Linked DNA regions of Mus musculus: regions 1 and 3 are each linked to region 2. Evidence: chromatin contacts called from public HiChIP or PLAC-seq and promoter capture Hi-C data. All regions are on one chromosome and are shown on one strand. Each heading gives the region's core, a stretch centred on a gene start, on an enhancer-like site or on the middle of the called end of the contact. The rest is flanking DNA. Distances are from core to core; before and after follow the strand shown.

What was found. Promoter capture Hi-C pulls out the DNA fragments that hold promoters and counts their contacts. HiChIP or PLAC-seq counts read pairs in DNA pulled down with a chosen protein or histone mark.
Region 1: a promoter capture Hi-C map of pre-B cells shows a contact between it and region 2, with 2.2 times the contacts expected there. The contact joins the promoter of Vps8 here to the enhancer-like site in region 2. A contact is called at or near these places in 4 of 39 promoter capture datasets (the C10 cell line, the SN4741 cell line, embryonic stem cells and 1 more).
Region 3: a contact with region 2 is called in an H3K4me3 HiChIP or PLAC-seq map of bone marrow-derived macrophages, with 5 times the contacts expected there. The contact joins two enhancer-like sites. A contact is called at or near these places in 1 of 484 Hi-C or Micro-C datasets (bone marrow-derived macrophages), 4 of 115 datasets of contacts at active chromatin or transcription factors (bone marrow-derived macrophages, cardiomyocytes, embryonic stem cells and 1 more) and 2 of 9 other capture datasets (adipose tissue and liver).

What each region holds. Positions count from the first base shown.
Region 1 is chr16:21,421,820-21,424,519 of GRCm38.p6, forward strand. Vps8 (VPS8 CORVET complex subunit) reads left to right here and starts at 1,299. Exons shown (of 47, transcript NM_001285893.1): 1 at 1,299-1,406.
Region 2 is chr16:21,813,693-21,816,392 of GRCm38.p6, forward strand. No RefSeq gene overlaps it. Among named protein-coding and RNA genes, the nearest start is that of 1300002E11Rik, 21 kb to the left of the region's middle. Within about 2 kb of position 1,444, at least 65 of the 459 cell types and tissues checked have an H3K27ac peak or open chromatin away from gene starts, as enhancers often do. A contact at or near this core is called in bone marrow-derived macrophages and pre-B cells, where this site is marked.
Region 3 is chr16:22,094,522-22,097,221 of GRCm38.p6, forward strand. All of the region lies in intron 2 of Igf2bp2 (insulin-like growth factor 2 mRNA binding protein 2), which reads right to left. Among named protein-coding and RNA genes, the nearest start is that of Igf2bp2, 67 kb to the right of the region's middle. Within about 2 kb of position 1,395, at least 10 of the 459 cell types and tissues checked have an H3K27ac peak or open chromatin away from gene starts, as enhancers often do. A contact at or near this core is called in bone marrow-derived macrophages, where this site is marked.

The DNA.
Region 1 (2,700 bases), core at 49-2,548, 390 kb before region 2:
AGCTGAATTCCGTTCTTCCCAGAACTTTAACAATTCTCTGTCACTCAGGGCTCAGGGTTCTGGTGTCACCATTCTGTCTAACCTACTTTAGACGGGTCTCTCTCTCTCTCTCTCTCTCTCTCTCTCTCTCTCTCTCTCTCTCTCTCTCTTTCTCTGTGTGTGTGTGTCTCATACACACACACTCACACACACAGAGTCATGGCTGAAATGTGTTTCTGTGAGTGATTATTAAAGATGTTTGGAAGCCACTGCCTGTACCCTAGCCACATCAGGCTAGCAACTTGTCCCTAAACTCACCTTGGCTTGTAACTAATCCCACTGTTCCCTCAGTTAGGCAGTCTCTCTGGCTCCTGCCTACAGAAGTCTCCTCACTCCCTGCTCCCCCCCCTTTTTTTTAGCTAAGGTGTTGATTATTTTCCTTCATCCGTGACCCTAAAAATGACAGCCCTATAGTTTCTTTATGTCACTGTGATCAGCTGGCCTTTACTGACAGTCCTAATGTACTTACAGGACAGACCTACAGTGAGCCTGGTTGATACTCAATGTAACTCCTCCTGAGGTATCTTCCCACACTCTCCCTCCTCATTTCTCCCTCACAGACAAGTCCAACAACTATGTTATCTGCCTCCTTGGGTTAATGATACCATATAGTGGCAATTGTAAACGCCAAACTATCCTGAAATAGCTTTTTCCAGTAGCATATTAGGGAAAAAAAAGATGCCTTCTCTATTTAATAATGTGACCCACTCTATTATTTTTTGATGGAACAATGACAACTAAAAATGATAATTTGGAAAAGAAGTTTTCAGTATCCATCCTTATTTGCAAAAACAATGTTTCCCCTTCCCCCCAAAATTACCCACCAAAACCCAGCAATTCTGTGTTCACCTTTCAAAAGAAAACGAATTAGTGGACACTACCAAATCCAACGAAACGAATTCCATATCCACTCCTAACCCTGCACTGTGTATCCATCCATCCATTTATCTATTTGTCGAATCTGAGACAGGTCTGTGTCGGTATCCCAGACTAGTTTGAACTCAATATGCTCCTTCTGCCTCAGGCTCCTGCGCGCCTGATGGCTGGACGATCCTTGACACCTCGTTTTGGGGTGAGTTTATGGAAGTTCAGGTGAGCTGATTGAAAGGGACGTTCCTTTTAATCTGAGGACCTCTATTTGCTAGACTCCTCCGGCTCAGATGCCAGGGCTCCTTGAGCGTCCCTGGAGGCCGGACAGAGTCTCCCTTTAAGGAGGGCGTGACGCAGAGGCTCGCACCGCCCAGTGCAGGGCGTCTCTGGGGAAGAGAGCGGAAGCGCGCCCGCCAGCTGCCGAGACTGCGCGTGCGTGGGCTGGCCTCCGCGGGGTCACGTGTGCTGGGGTCCCGTCAAGGCAGACGCCGGCTCAGGTAACACGTATTCCGAACGGGTGGGGCGGGGCGGCGGGTGCGGGCCGGCGCGGCAGGGGTGCGCAGACGGAGCTGCGCCCCAGTGGCTCCCGCAGACCCTGTGGCCACCGCGGGCTGGCTCAGGAGTCTGACTTCGCACTAGGTTAGCAGTTTCCACCCGGGTCCGGCCGCCTGCGGGGATACCGGACTGGCGCGCTCACGCCCGGACTGCGGCCGGGAGGTGGGTGCTGTCCCTCCCACGCCCGCCGCACGGCGTGGAGGTTCTCACCCGGTCCGACTGACGTGCAGCCCGTGCTGCCGCTTCCTCCTCGCCTCCTGCCAGGTGTGCCCCAATCCGAGGGCCGCAAGGTGGGGGGCACCCCTGTGCCTTGGCTTGTTGTCTAGGTGTGGCACTCGGGGGACAGAGGCACGCGGCAATCCAGAGTTTGGGTGTACTAAGTGGACATGTTTCAATGGAAGGATTGTACTGGCTTATCCGGAGTAGCTGCTGGAGCCTTCTCATAAGTAGGCGGGGCTCTATTTGCCAGAATGCTTGTTACTGTACTGCCCACTCTACTGGACACCCCACCCCCTAACCCCCCCCAAAAAGCCCAAGTAACGTAAGCACAGATGTTGGCTAGTGCCGCTAACTCTGTTCCAGGTGTCTCTGTTTGGGAGAAAATTGCACATCGTTGTGTGTGGGTTTATGTTACACTTCTGTGTTTGAAGTGCTTCCAATATAGATTGAGGATGGGGGAACCCACATGTGTTTAAGTCATGGGTTTGCTCACGTTGACATCTAAGCAGAAAAGTATTGACTCCTCTAGCACTAGCTGACCTGGTCTGTAGAATACACAATAAAGATAAATGGAGCAGTTTTGTTTGAACTGTTGAGCCTTGTATGCGGGAAGTGACTGAGTTATGTGAGAAAATTCTTTACAGACCTCTAACAGAATAAGGTGCTGATTTTTTTTTCTTTATATGTTTCTTTTGTAATTGGACTGTTGGCAGTCGTTGAGTGCATTCTGTCTTCCAGAATTTGGGGGTTTCTTAGTGACTCTTAGTGTTATCCCCACTAGTCCATAAACATTTTAGCCATTGGGATAGGAGAAGTAAGGCCCTAGAGCTGGAGTTACGAGCTGTTGTGAGCTACCCCGTGTTGGTGCTGGGAACCAAACTCTGGCCCTATATAAGAGCAGTATACCTTTTTAATCGCTGAGCCATCTCTCCCACCCCTCTATTTTGAGACAGGACCTATTGCTCAAGGCACAGCCTGCTGATTCAGCTAGATGAGCTAATAAGCCTTCGGGGCCAT
Region 2 (2,700 bases), core at 194-2,693:
TACCTCTTCAATGCGACTTCTTCTCTGTCCTGATTCACTTGCTTCTGCTGCTGTCCCTGCTTTGTGTTTGGAGAGACCCCTTTGGTGTTGTTTCCTGTTCTTGGGATGTCCCTCCCTCATTCCACATGCCACTTCCTTTACTCTTTCAGGCCTTGACTCAAGTCACTTTCTTAGTGAAGTCTAGGTTAGCCTACTGTATAACCCCTTAGCCTCCCTTCCCCCACCGTGTGTAGGCTTTATCTAGGAAGGTTCTGCTTGCTATAGCGCTTTTGGGTTCATCTTTCCGGTGCCTCTGGTCTATAAAGCTTCTGCAGGGAAATCCACTGACCATGTTTAGGAGCTCTTGTGTATGTGACAGATTGATTTTCTCTTGACACAAGTTTTTCTTTGACTTTTGACAGTTCAGTTATATTTCTTTCTGTGGACTTCTTTGGGCTCATTAGTCAGAACACTTTGACCTCATTAAATTTAGATATGCAGGGGCGGCGAGATAGCTCAGTGGGTAAAGGTTCTGGCTGCAAAGCCTTATAACGCAATCAGTCCCCAGAACCTAGGTGGAGGAGAGTTGTTCTGTAATATTGTCACATGTGTATCATAGCACATACATACCTCTTCATACGCGGTAAATAGAGAGGTAATGAGGATGTAGAGGCCTGCTTCCCTTCACTCAGTCAGCAGGACTGGGGACGTGAGCGATGTCTGCCACCTTACACTGTCCCTCTCTTACACTGTAACTCTGTGTGTGTTGGCCATCTTAACAGTGTCTCAGGCCCTCGACTGTCACGTTTCCTTCTGTCCCTTCTACTTCATGATCTTAAATCGTCTGTCTTCGAGTTTACTGAGTTATTTGATCAAATGTAATGTTGAAAACCCATTGAGTTTTTCAGCTCAGTTACTGAGTTCTCCAGTTGTGTATTTTTTTCCTTTGGTTCTTTTATGTGATTTCTGACACCCTGTTGGTATTCTCTTGTTCCTGTATTACTTCTGTGATTTCACTGGCTATTTGTGTTGTGTCTTACAGTGCCTTCAGTTTCTTTAATACAATTTCTTTCTGTTCTTTCTCTGAATTCTTCAGCTTTGGTGTATACCCGGATTGTTTGTTTCGTTGTTAGTTTTGGTTTGCACAAAGTCTTACTCTGTAGACCAGGCTGGCTTCGTGCTTATGGCAGTCCTGCCTGAGCTTGCCCACTTGTTGAGTTTACACAAGGGAGCTGCCATGTCTGGGTAGGTTTCATTTCTGTGCTTCCTGTGACAGTTCCTCGTATTTGTTTCCTGTTAGACGTACCAAGAGAATAGACCTGCAGCCTCTTCTCCCAGTCATTTACGGACTAGATTCATACAGAGTGGATATTCACCCATCAGCCGAGATAGTTGAACCTCTCAAGTCTTTTATGGGTGCGTGGTCTCTGGACTGTGGGTTTATGTAATTCCATAATTGGAACACTTTTCCAGGAACTTGTAAGGGCTTCTTCCTCCCTCTGGTGTCTATTCTTGGTACTGCATACTCAGCACTATCCAGGCATCCAAAAATCCCACATTATCTCAGCACTTCCAAGTCAGGCTTGATAGAAACAGTCACTTAAAGCTTCTGAAAAGACGGGAAGTTAGACATACTTTCTTCTTTTCCCTTCTCCCCACAAGGAAGAAACTATGTATTTTACATTTCCAGCCGTGCTGGGAAGTGTACACTCAGCTACATGTCAGGTGCCTGGCTGCCTGTGGAGCTCTATGGCATCCAAATATGCAGTCCTACAAGAAAGTGAGCCCTTCAGATGTGTGTTACACTATAAATTGGGTATGACTCAGGTGAGCATAGCTGGGCTGGCCCTGGAAAAGGACACGTATCAGGGGAAATAAAATGCTTTTTACATCCGTGTGAAAGTGTCTGCGGTCTCAGCTCATAGAGACCAGCATCATATATTTCAGATACAGCTGCCAGCTCCAGATTGCTCAGCCGAGCAGCTGCAGCTTGTCATTGCCACAGATCCCTCCTCGGATCCATTAGGTTTGCTAGGGTTCACACAGAACCAGGAACTTACCTATGGATGGCTGACCGTAAAGGGAATTAGCAGGAAACGATGGAGAGGGACAGAGCAGGGCACGTGAGATGGGTGAGGGCTCTGCTCTCCAGGAATGGCCGTGGCTGAGCTGCCAGATGCTCCTTTGGGCTTTTGTGAGCGCTTCATTACCCAGCTGATTAACTGCCATGTTGCTTTATTTAACTCTTAGGTCCCCGTGTCCACCCAGCATCTGATGCTGCCCCTCAGTCTTGGTGGTGCTGGGCTCCCATTGGGTTTCCTAAGGTTACCAGCCATTGGCCAGCTCACTGACATAAAATATGTCTACCGCTGAAGACTGCAAGGATTTTAGGAAACAATTACACATTTTGAATTTCAAATTTTATTTTATTTTTAACCAAGAAGCTGAGAATAGGTGAGTAGACATAGAGATAAAAAACCTTGGAGAGAAGATGATTTGATTACCTATTTTTTTTCTTCTCTGTCCCAATTATTCCTTTGTTAATCTTACCTTTATTTGAAAGATCAGAGTTGCCTGTGCTTGTGGAGTTAGTACCCCATCCATTGTTCGTCAGTAAACTGGAGGCAGTAGGACCACTGAGAACCTGAGCAAGAAAGACAGCTGGTCGTCAAGACAGCCAGCAGTTAGTGCGATGTCATGCCTGACAAAGCACAGTCACAG
Region 3 (2,700 bases), core at 145-2,644, 280 kb after region 2:
TAAAAAAAAAAAAAAAGAAAAGAAAAACTAAAGAAAAGCGATTTCTAGAAAAGTGACCTTTATGTGGGCTCCGACTTCAAATCTACAATTACGACTAATCAGGATACAAACAAATATTTGCATGCGGCAGTGAGTTCAGATAAAAACCATAAAGAACCAAAGTTCTAATCTGAATGTATGAGGATGGCCTACTGTGGCACCTGGACGAGCTCACCAGTCACAGGAAGCACACATCATCAGCATCAGACCCAGGGATTTCTCTATGCCATCCCTGGATCTGCCCTGCACCAACTCTGTTATCTTCTCACCTTTCCTCAGCCCAGAAGGCAAGACCATAGCCGTGTTCAGCTGTCTGCAGCCACGGGAGTACCTGCTGCCAAGAGGTGACACTCCACTTTGTTGATGACAGTGGCTATTTTAAACAAGCCTCTTTCTCCCAACTCCACACTATAAACAATGAGCCAATACCATTTTACCCCCAAAGAAGAAACTATGCCCTCAGTCGTTTTCATTATAGTCGTGACGGCGACTATGACATGAATTCTCGATGGAGTCCTAACCCCCAAGGCAGTAGGAAGGCCATGCAAAGCAAACCATTACTCCGCCTTGTGAGCTCCTCTCATCAGCCAATCAGATCGTGTCTAGTGAAGAGGTTCCATCTCACCACACCGTGGGTTGGTGTCCTGAACAATCCGATCCAATATTCCTACCAGAGGCTAACAGCACTGTGAATGATTTTGCAGAACAGATGACCTTCAAGTTTTAACTAAAAGTGTTGCCAATCCATGTAACAAATACCACTGGGTACCTACCAGACTCTTTGCAAAGGCAAAGGGCAGCCAGGGAAAGCTGGGGTGGGCCTGTGCTAACCATTGGTGGGCCACCTTCTCTGTGGCACGGCCACGTGGAGGAAGCACTCTGTCCCTGTGCTTAGTTCTCTGAGTTTCCCCTGTCACACAAGGGAGAGATCTGGGGAAAGACCAGCAAAAACCCAGGACGCATGGGAGATGTGCTCCAGAAGAACAGGGAGGAGAACACTTTAAAGGCTCTTTATTATAATGAGCCACATAGGGATCTCTCATGGAGGGAGTGAGGAGGGGCAAACACCTGTAATCTCAGTTCTCTGGAACCCAAGGGAGAAAGACCCCACGTCTGAGGCTAGCCTTGGCCACAGAGAAAGTGCAAGAGCAGTCTGTTATCAAGGCAACACAAGCAGCACATCTGGAAGGCCAGGGGGAGATACCCATCAAAGACCATCTCTGACATCTCAGAGGATGCTGTGGCTTGGGAATCTCCAGGGATCTCTTATGATTACAGACTGGTCGGTCCAACAGGGTGGGAGGCAGAGCACACACTTACACAGAGGCAAGGGAACCTTTGGAAGTGAGGCCCAGTAGAAGGTCCTTGGGTAACTGGGGAAGTGAGGCATTTCCTTGTGACAACTTTGGCAGCTCAGCTCATACACTCCTTTTCCAAAACATAATCACATGGTTGGTGGTGCAACTCCCTTCAATACCATTCTCATGTGCTGAAGTTCTCACTAGAACCCAGCTGCTACAGACCCAAATTGAATCTGTATGGTAAGTAACCTTTAATCTTTATAAACTTAGCTGCATCAGGTATCTATTATAGCAATGAAAAGAGCATGTTGATTGATTGATTGATTGATTGATTGATTTATTTATTTATTTATTTATTTATTTATTTATTTATTTATTTTAGGTTTTTTGAGACAGGTTTTCTCTGTGTAGCCCTGGCTGTCCTGGAACTCACTCTGTGACCAGGCTGGCCTCGAACTCAGAAATCCGCCTGCCTCTGCCTCCCAAGTGCTGGGATTATAGGCGTGCGCCACCACTGCCCGGCTTGATTTTTTTTTTTAATTAGCTTCTAGAGCTCAAGTTACACAATTTGAATGCATAAAAATCTCCTGAGACTGAACAGCTCCAGACTGCCTGGTATGATCAAGGCCTTGGGATCAGTCTCCTAGCACCAAGACAAATATAGGGATTTAAATTCACCTTTAAAAAACAAAAAAAATCAGGGGATGGGGGGCTTTTGAGATAGCATTTGAAATGTAAATGAAGAAAATACCTAATTAAAAAAAAATCCCAGAGAATCTTTTTGAAAAATAGATGAGCAGACTATGGTAAGACAGAATAAAAATTGCTTTAAAAACAACAACAACTGAATTTGTTTTCTCCAAATTTCAAATATATCTACTGCCTTTAAACTGAGGAACATTAATTAGGGGTAACTTCCTAGATAAAAATGTGATTTATAACCAATTCGGAGGATTTTGTCAAGAACATTTTCTCAGACATGTGAAGGGCCTCACCTGCCTAGCACAGCCACACAGTACACTGACAATGGCTGCCCCTTATAGAAGGGCACACCTCTACAGAGTTACTAAAGTGTATGAGCACATGGTGTGTTAAAGTTAAATCAGAAAACCAGGCCTGAAGAGACATGAAGCTGGGGCAAGGGGGCAGCACCCTCACAAGGCTCCCATAAAATGGACACCTAGGGCCGGGCATGGTGGCACACACCTTTAATCCCAGCACTTGGGAGGTAGAGGCAGGAGGATTTCTGAGTTCGAGGCCAGCCTGGTCTACAGAGCGAGTTCCAGGACAGCCAGGGCTACACAGAGAAATCCTGTCACAAAAAACCAAAAAAAAAAAAAAAGAGCACCTAACATACAGG